Regions from separate parts of the Anser cygnoides genome. Here region 1 is linked to region 2. The links are chromatin contacts, called in public Hi-C maps. All regions are on one chromosome and are shown on one strand. The core of a region is the stretch at or near the end of the contact, and the rest is flanking DNA. Distances in the headings are between cores, read along the strand shown.

Region 1 (4,959 bases), core at 1,073-3,572, 120 kb before region 2:
TGTTCCACAGCTCCCAAAGGGAGAGGTTGCAGGCTTCAGGAGCCATGGCTTATAATGCAGCCAAGGTCCCTCTGCTTCTGTGCATACAAGCAGAGATGAAGGCATCTACTTTGACTGGCCAAAGAGAAAAATGGCCACATTCATGGGCACTGAGATTATTCCAACTGGTTGAATTCGGAGCCAGCACAAAATGACAATATAATTTTAATTTTATTTTTGCCTTTAGTTTGACATTTAGTGCATGAGAAAAAATACCCTGGCTGTGGTTAATCATTGCAATTTAAGGAATGACTCTGGGGAAACCACATTAAAGTATCATTCACAAGATACAGAGCAGGACAGAGAGAAATGCTATTTATCTGGTGTGTGAGGAAAATTTAATTAAACTCTTTGCTCGATTAAAGCAAACGAATGCCTCCATAAAAATGTCTTTTGTTGGTATTCTGTAGTGCTTGTCAAGTCATTCTTACAGGGTTAATTGGGAGTCCAAAGCAGCTTCCCTGTGTTACGTTACGAGCTGTTGTTTGTTTGTCCAGGGGTCAGGCATTACTCTGAGAAGGAGGAGACTGGCTCTGTTGCTGGCTTTGCTGTCTTCTCGCTGTGAAAGCTGGAGCACAGATTTTATCTTGTTATATTTATCCTTCTGATTGTCCTAATGCTTTTAGGTCACCCCTCATCAGGGCAGGGACTTGGTTTCCGTAGCAGTGCCTGGCACAGGGAGTTGGTGATTGGTGTTTGGCATCTCAGGTTTTCCAGCCAGCCAAAATCATGCATGATGCCAGCTTCATCTTGACCCTGAGAGAGGAAGCAGCCTTGGTTATTAGAGCCTCTGAGGGGAAGGGGCATGCCAGAAACAACAGAGAAAAACCCTGCAGTCAGTAGATACATTTTATCCCAGGTTTGCAGTGCCCTGCAAAGAAAGCTGGCAGAGCAGTTCTCCTCTGACAGATAATTTGGATTTGCAGGGTAAAGGGCTTTGGAGAAAGCTGAATGGTATGTGGACAAAAACCCTGGCTCTGCAGCACCGAAAAAGCCATTTAAATGGAGTAATAGAGTTGATTTAGTACAGAGTGGAACTTTTATTGCTGTTGAAAGCAGCTAACAAGCAGCCTAGGACTAATGTGTGTTCATGTATTAATAAACGAATGTCCCAGCTAACAAGCAGCGTGACCCAGCATCATGCTGTGAGCTCCATGAAGGTCCAGGGCTGGAGCTGATGGAGAATGCTCCTCTCCTCATGTCACCTTTCCTATGGCTGTTAGAGCTGAGAAACACTCCAAACAAAAGCACAGAGTGCCTTTTTAGTTGTACAAGGTGACAATCCTACCTTCTACTTGCATTTTTAGCCCTTATTTTTAAGCATCTGGTGCTGGTTGTTCTCACAATCAGCAGGGACCATAGTATGGATATTATGCAGCAAAATACACTTTTTGTTTGTTTGTTTGTTTGTAACTTCCTTCCATCTACTGAGATCTGCAGTTCCACACCTGAGAGTGAAAGCAAGATGAATTCTGTGGGCTTTGGGATATTTATGGTCCCTATATAGCCTGCTATATATGCAGGTACTTATCTTCGGTGGTTGGTCCAATAAAACATACTACCTCAACTTACAGCCTTTGTCTCCCAAGTATTTACCTGACCTTATCACTAACATGTAAGCACCGAAACAACAGAGCATTAACCTTTATAATGCCCAAGTGAGATAGGAAAAGGTGTTTTGTTTGAATTGAATGAAAAAAGGTGCCACTTCCTCATTGCTACGTCACATCCTAGGCTCCCGTCTGGAGTCACTAGGAGAAATCACAACACCCATGGTGGGCGCACTGCCTTACTGATCCCCTCGGTGGCTATCGCTGCCTAACCTAGGTGATGTGACTGCTCCTCTCTATCCATCATTTCGGGAGTGTTCTGTACACAGCAGGTGGGCTGAATTGCTTGAACGTCATAGGATTCGTGATGCCTAATTTTAGGTCCTTCTGGTTTGTGGCCTGAATGTGGCCTTAAATAACAGCCAAGGTCAAACAGGAAATCAAGTCCTGTTTTTCAACTTTCTGGACGGATTTCCTAAATATTGCATCACTTCTGTTTTTCATCGCTGTTAAAATATTAGTTACGCGATGCCAGGAGTGGGGAGCTGTGTTTACTGCTTCTTTTTCCTCTTTCACCTTGTTCTTCTTTGACTTTTCAGTGCTCAATTAACTGTTTAGCCAAACTACAAGTAAGTTCTTTCTATTCACAGGAGAAAAGCCAGGTCTGAGATTCAAGTATAAAGGGGATTATTTTCTTAAGACTACAGATCATCAAAGGCAAATAACAAAAAAAGCAGAATAATCTAGGTTCAGTTCTGGATGTATTCTATCAAAAAACATTGTTTACTTGACATTTTGATGTAAAAGCCAAAAATATTGAAAAACGACTATTTATCACCGGACAAACATAAAAGCTTGAAAGGTTAAAAACAATCAATTAGCAATACTCATACAGTCTCAAGGTACCCAATCTCTACTTCATCATTTCATATGAGTTATTGTTTATGCAGCTTCACAGAAAGGAAATCATTGGCTTGGCACTCACTGATTTAAAAATCCTTTTTTGTCAAGCTGAGGTTTGCTGTAAACAGAACCTGAAGTACAAAGTCTTAATGACTGAAAATCTTATCTAAATGCCAAAACCCCTTTTATTGTGTGCTTGAGTGGCCCTACTTACATCTGGAAAATCAGAGACTCTTATCTTGTCATTTTTAATTTCAACCCACAAGTCATAATCCAGTAAAGCTCCTCTGTCAATCCCAAAGGTCCAGCCCAAGCAAAGAATCTAAATTATGCATGACTTGATACCACATCTGTTGAAATACAAGCACAGTTTGTTTTTATCATGGAAGTAATATTTATAACAACTCTTTCCTTCCTTCTTTTCTTTCTTCCTTCCTTCCTTTTTTTTTCCTTTTTTTTTTCTTTTTCTCTAGAAAGCTCATATCCATGTGCAGGTAGACAAAGAATTGTCATGCTTCTAGCCAGGCTGCCTGTAGGGGAATGTTGGGAAAAGGACATAATTTTCAATGTTATTTTGGGTTGACAACCTCTGAAATTACTGGAATAGTTTCAGTTCATCCGCTTCATATCTGTAACAGCCTCAAACTATTTCTTTCCAGAGACCCATCCTGCTCAGTGTCTAAGATAATCCACGCTCCTTTAATGACATTAATGAGTTGACCTACTCAGTCCTTCAATCAGCTGAGCTACTCAGCCCTTTGCCCTATCCTCTTTGGGTATGCTTTACCCTCCCTGTTCAGTGAGACCATCAGAGCTTTTATACTCTGCACATATTGAACACTTGTTAGTGTAATTGTATTCACCGTGAAGACATTTTTTTTCCAACCAGAGCCACCTGAGATGTCCATCCTCTCTGTTGTACCAGCAAAGATATAGAAGGAACACCCAATTTTTACTTCCCAGACCAGCAGCTGATCCCTTCTCTAGAAATTAAGTCTGGTGTCTCCTTCCACATCTGACTTTGAGGACAAGTGGGAGAAGTCAAGAGTGGGAGAGCTGAGACTAACATTAGCTGACACCTGTTTTTTTTTCCAACACACATGGATGCAGCAGAGAACTTGCTATGCAGAGGAGGGAACTGGACTTATCTCAGCCCTGGTTTCTGGACTTCCAGGCTAGCTCAATGACCTCAAAGCGTTGAAATGACAAAGTTTCAGTGTAGTGGCTGGGAGGTCTGAACATGGGCACAGCCTTAATGTCAGGGTTAGGTGACAGGAGTTTGAAAAGAGTTGTGAATTCAACTGGTGCCTAAAGATTGGACATTAAAGCCCAGCATCTGCAGCCAAGCTCTGATATGGCAGAAAGCTTATCTATTTCACTTGCAGGAAGCTCCAGGGATGTTTTGCAATCATCTGGATACAAATTACTCTTAAGCTGCACAGACACCTCTGTGCAAATGCAAGCGTCAAAATACGTGGCTGGATTGCAGTTAGAGGTCTGGCTGGGAGCTCAGCAGAGACAGGTTCAGTGTCCTGGCCTGCTGCAGAACCACCTCAGGTGTGTGGTGCAAGCCCAGATCCTCATAAAGATTAAGATGCTTAATTCTCACTGACTTAATAGTTGGGAGCCCAGTGTTTAAGAGCCTTTGAGCTCTTGGTTCTCACATCTGTCTGCCTGAGCATGCCAATAGCTGTATTTCATTTCCTCGCTGGGGAGGCGTGAGGGATGTGAGGATTACAGCTAACCAGCGCGATGTGCCCTGACGGTGTTGCAGCAGTGGTGGTGGCCATGCCAGGTGTAAAACAGAAGAAATGAACTAAAACACGGGGTGTTGAGAGTCATAAGCCAGTGGACTAAAATGAATATTATCATGATGCTCTGAAACGAACCTGTATTGATTTCTGCCCTGTTTTTATGCTTCTATGTCTAGCCTGGGACTGGTTGGTAATGCTCTTACACAGGCAAGGCTCCACCTCAGCAGGCACTCTGCATGCACAGAGCCTCACCTGTCTTGTCAGCAGTTGTGCTGCTGTTCTCCCTCTCATCCTAAACAAATGCGTTCAGATTGTTGATGTGAGTCCTCAGAGCTCTTTACTCATGTAAACCCATCACATAAGCCGATGAGAGTTTTATCTGAGTGAAAGGAGGTGGAAAATGCCTGTGTTAATTTTACGGTAGCAGTGGCGTTGTCAGAGGAAAGTGTTTAACCTTGGATTGGCACCGTGAGCTGCTGTATCAAAGGAAAGCGTTTGATGGGACATAAAATGTCATGGGGGCTCCCAGTCTGCAGCCAGATCCTGACAAGCAAAAGTAAACCCAAATTATTGTTATTATTATTAATTATTATTTTCCCAATGCAGCTGAAATTCCTAATTAAGATTTGCTGGGCTGGGCAGGGACCCTCCCCTCTGGTTTTGTACAGTATGGGGCCCAGAGGGGCAAGGGCTGGGGACTCCTGGCAGTTCTA
Region 2 (5,237 bases), core at 554-3,053:
TTTTGACCTTTGAATCCAATTTGAAGCAGCTATTGAGAGAAAAATGAATGAGTCGGTTCCAAAACCATCAAACTAGGAGATGCAGATTAGCTCTGAATTAGCTGTTGAGTATAAGCATCCCACATTCAGAAATCTTATAAGCTTCGTTCATATAGAAGATGTGTTAGAGACAACAAGGCTACTTGTAGGACGATTCACCACAGGAGCAACTGGCAGTGAGTCAGCTCATTTGCAGAGCTTGACAACTCTGGCTCTCAGTCCTGTGTCCATATCACTATCAAACATACTTTGTCTCATTCTGAAGTCTTTGCAGCAACAGTTGAGCTGCTTCAAGCATCGATCTGCAGCCCAAGGGAGTCCTGATGTAATGTAAATAATAGCAATAGTAATAATAATAAAAATCCATACTAATTGCCATTTAACTTCACTCTCGTTATTAGTCACTAATGAAACACTAACATTCTCCCCTAAATCTTGCATAAACAATCCAATGCGGCTTTGAAACATAAACATCCACTGACAAATGAAACAGATTTCATTAGCCATTTCCTATATGATAGATATCCTGGTGTTATTAATGTCCTTCTAAGTAAACATTGACTGTATTAAAATGAATACTGAAAAGAAATCATTAAACAGTAGTATATTAACAGGAATGGCAACTCAGTTCATCTATCATGGGCAAATACTTTCTTGTGGTCAAAATCATCCGGAGATGAAAATAAATGTATAAAATATGCTGTATTTTCTCCTCACTTTTCACATTGTTGTGTCCCCCTTGAGCATTTTTGATAGTCAGAATAGTAAATGAAGAAATTAATTTTCTTTCTTCATTAGTTTTTCTACTCAGTGATGTCCATGCCACAGACTCCAAGCAGTCTCTGCCCTGAGGAGCATGCAGTTTACATAAGACAGAGAAACAGCTTTGGGAAATCCACAAAAAAAAGTATTAATAGTATTTTTTATTAGTGATTTGTACTTTACATATTACTATTTATGAAATTCTATCATGCTAAACTTCTTTAAACCCCTGGAGTGAGACTAACCACACTCCAAGGTGTGTTAATGTCTTCTGGCAGAAAATGTTTTCCTTAGCAATTCCCTTGTTATTTTTTTGCAATATTTTACGTAAAATCACGTACCCCTAAATATTTGAGGGAAGGAGAAACTGCACTGCATTTCTCAGTCTATGAGGGGGGTGAATTACAGCAAGACTGTGAGCCCAGGAGGTGAGGTGGCTGGCACGCCACCAGGACCGCGGAGAGGTGCGAGCAGCAGGTGCTGCTGGGCTGCCTGACCGTAGCTCCCCTGGCCAGGTTGTGCAACCTCCTCCTTTCCCCCAGCCCCCAGGAAGGCTGGCAGCACTTTGCCACATCCTGGGGTGCTGTGAGAGTGAATGCACTGGCAAGCTCTCAAATACTTTTCGTAACAACAAATAATTGCTCATATGGCTAAGGCCACAGAGTACCCCTCAAATCTTCCTTGAGTTCAGCTATCCTGGCAAATCCATGTCATTCAGCACGCTTCGCCCGGTATGCGTGTTGTTTAGCTTTGCTATTTTTAAGTATGTAGTCATACTTGGAGCTTTTGCTTAGGTCAGAGTCCCTCAGCCCTGGATATTGGACCCTACAGATATATCTGCAGTCCTGAGCAGCTCTGGCAGCAGACGTGGTCAGGTGTCCTGGGCAAGACCTTCAGGGTGTATACTGTACAGACTTCCTGGGAAAAAACAGCTGAAAAGACCCAAATTCAAACCCATTAAGCAACAGCAAGGAGTGTTATCTGGAGAAACCTCACGTGGAAATAGCAGTTTGCCAAATAATCTGCCTCAGTTTCTAAGGTGCTTTTACCTGGAGAAGCAGTCACACATCTAGTCCTTATTTCTAGTAAGACCTGAGTTTGACCGGGTAAAAACCACAGATTTTGCCCCTGCCATTGACAATAGCTGGGTTCACAAAGAACTTCATATGTCATTTACAACAGATTAGGTATTATGGCAATAGCCACACTTGTTACCGACTCTGTTGTACTTTTACCCTCCTACTATAAATGGGACCTTTGTTTGATCTATGACTAAAGTGCAATGAAATTGCAGTTCAGTGGATATCACTTTGCCAGGACTGACCGGATGTTTGTGTTCTGTTAAACATGAATAAATATTGATAGTCCTAATCCTAAAAATCACAACTGCAATAAAAATAAACAGTACGACTCTGTTGTTAATGAGCTTTTGAAGATCAGTTTATATTATTCAGGTAAAACCAGCTTCCCTGTATACATTGTCTTTCTGCAATTACTAGTCCTGGCTTTCATTTTACTTTATTTCCTATGAAACACAGTGAGAAACAGTGTAATGTCCTACAAAGAAAATGCATTTAAATTGTAATAATTTGCATTTAAATACAACGACAACTCTGTCTTTCCTTGTCCTAGTCTTGCTGTGCCATTCACACCTGTTAATTTAATAGCTGGGATCCTCCGTCACAGTGAATTACAAAGAAGATATTGCACGCAAGGACCAGCAAGAGGCCTTAAATTGCACCTGTTTCAGCAGAAGGTCCTGTGGGGTGCATTCCTTAGCTTAACTTGGCTTTAATGGTATGGCTGCAGTGGAAGACTAAGAGGATCCAGGAAGATGTGTTGTGATACGAGCTGTACAAACTTTCCCCTTAGGAGTGTGTCAGGGTGACAGTTTCATGACATGTATCCAGCTAATGCAGATTTAGTAGGAATATGCTGCCTTCCTTGGAGAGGCCATAAGTGCTGAGTACTGATTTTCCGAAGCCTGCCTCTGCAGCCCTCTATGCAGCTTCCTGGCCCACCCGAGAGCATGCTCTGGGGCTGCACTTCTCTGGAAAGCTGCAAGCAGAGCCAGATGCCTACAATGGAGGGCATTCAGGAAGCTCTTGCACAACAGGCTAGAAGTCTGCAGCAGGGACATCTCAAAAACAGGCAGCAAATTTCAGCTCCTGACTGTTGTGTAGTTGTGCACCCCTGGTCAGGTTTGGGACCTGCTGCTTCATGTATGGACAACGTGTCATGTTGATGGCACTAGACGGGTAATATCTGATTTGATGGACAATGAGTTGTTACCAACAAACTTTTGTTTGGAGAGGAGAACTACATTTTGTGACAACAACCTTGAAGGATTGCCAAGATCTCACAGAAAGTCAGCTCTTTGGCATCCTGTGAATATTTTGGCGGCGCAGTACAAATGACGTTGTGACATAAGCAAGCAAGGGACTTTTAACAAGGATTGGCCATTACAAGAAATGACACAGATCAGGGCCATCTCTTCCAGTGCATCCTCCTATAGTTCCCATTGGTCTTGTGATACTCAGCACCTTCTTGGACTTTGTTCAGTTACTTTTACAAATTCAAATTCATTATTTCTTCCAGTTGTAGTAAATGTTAACGTTTGCAACCTCAGCTTAGGGTGTATCTGCACTGAAGGTAAGTAATATTTGCATGTACTACATGCAAAAAATAGTGTAAATTTCTTAAATTGAATGTGATTTATGCCTTTTCAGAATCTGACCATAAATAATTCCCTTGTTATTATAATAAATTAGCTTATGATAAGGATTCTTTTTCTCTTCATTTTAAATTTCTGTTTTCTATGAAAATGTACTGAAAATACTTAGTAGTACATGCTGTTTATACAATGCAAATGAGTACATTTTTGAAACTAACAGAGTGTTTCTGTTCTTAAATGGAAAAAAAAAAAAAAGAGTTAATGAGAATATCAAGTTGTTTGAAAAACCACAAAGTTAGACACCTACAAACTTCTGTGGCTGATCTAAAAAAAAAAAAAAAAAAAAGAATAAAAATGTTCATGCTTCACCCTTTCCGCTCCTTTTTTGTGTGCATGGGCCCCAGCTGACTGAGGCTGAGATAAAACATTATCACGTGTGTCACTTCCATTACGTTCTTGGTACATGTATAATATCAGAATGTACAGAAACTAATTGGGCTGAATTCCAGGTAATTACTCTATTTTGCCGTCACCGCATCTGTTTCACAGTAACTACTTTTTACTTGTGGGAGGAGCTTCTCTGAACCCAATCCAAAACCAATCTGCTCTTCCTTCAGCGTGTTACATACATCTTGGTTTTTGCATCATTCACATAACCACCTGCTTGGGAATTCATCCCAATCGCTTTCTTTGTTGTAGATAAGGCATACATCAACTTATCTGTTCTGGTGGCTTTGGATGAGTCATAAATTTTGGCAGCAGAAAACCCATCTTTTTAACTTACATGGTCCAGCAATAATCCATGAACTAAAATTTATTTAAGTCTAGCTTGCACTGATTAAAGATACTATTCAGCTATATATCACACTGAACACCATTTTTAATATTACTGAAGTGTTTTAGTGTTATACACGAAAGTAAGATATTAAACACAGGAGCTGATTCTTTATATTTCAGAGAAATTGTGCCTTGTCCTCCGCTTGTCCTTGGGTTTCTCTGAATTTCTTCTCCAGGTTGCACTATATCCCAGTACTTCTGCGTAACTGTGACTTCATAGTGACACCAAGAGCAACCTTCACAGGTCATAATTACCCGCATAATTGTTGGAAATCCTATCACTTGGCATTTAGACTTGGATTTACCCCACATCTAATAGCCCCTTCTGGATCGCTTCCACTTCAGACAAGGTTAACCTGCTGATTTGGTTGGGATTGATTTAACTCCTTCAGTGGTCAAGAGTATCTTATATCCCACCCTCAATCTGGACTGGTCAGGACTTTCTGAAATCCAAACCTGTCAAAAGCAGGTTCCTGCTCTAAGGAACCTGCTTTGGCAGGGGGGTTGGACCCGATGATCTTTCGAGGTCCCTTCCAACCCCTACAATTCTGTGATTCTGTGATTCTGTAACTTACCTTAGCATTTACTGCCTGTGGTGGTTTTTACCCACCTGGGCAGCTGAACCCACAACAACCGCTCTCTCACTCCCCTTCCTCAAAAGAAAATACAATGGAAAAGGAACAAGGGTTGAGATAAGGACAAGGGAGATCACTCACCGGTTATCACCATGGACAAAACAGACTCAGCACAGGGAGATTAATGTAATTTATTGCCTATTACTAACAGGCTAAAGCAATGAGAAACTAAAAGCAAACTGAGAACACCTTCCCCCCATCCACCCTTTTCCACTTCCTCCCCGCAAGCGGCACAGGGGAACGGGGAATGGGGGCTGCGGTCAGTCGCTGACGCTTCATCTCCGCCGCTC

Evidence for each region. Hi-C and Micro-C count contacts between places; a contact is called where the count stands out from the background.
Region 1: a Hi-C map of liver shows a contact between it and region 2, with 4 times the contacts expected there. The contact joins two enhancer-like sites. A contact is called at or near these places in 2 of 7 Hi-C or Micro-C datasets (both in liver).

Annotation. Positions count from the first base shown.
Region 1 is chr2:153,079,699-153,084,657 of Taihu_goose_T2T_genome, reverse strand. No RefSeq gene overlaps it. Among named protein-coding and RNA genes, the nearest start is that of MYC, 89 kb to the left of the region's middle. Within about 2 kb of position 2,322, at least 1 of the 3 cell types and tissues checked has open chromatin away from gene starts, as enhancers often do. A contact at or near this core is called in liver, where this site is marked.
Region 2 is chr2:152,963,202-152,968,438 of Taihu_goose_T2T_genome, reverse strand. No RefSeq gene overlaps it. Among named protein-coding and RNA genes, the nearest start is that of MYC, 210 kb to the left of the region's middle. Within about 2 kb of position 1,803, at least 1 of the 3 cell types and tissues checked has open chromatin away from gene starts, as enhancers often do. A contact at or near this core is called in liver, where this site is marked.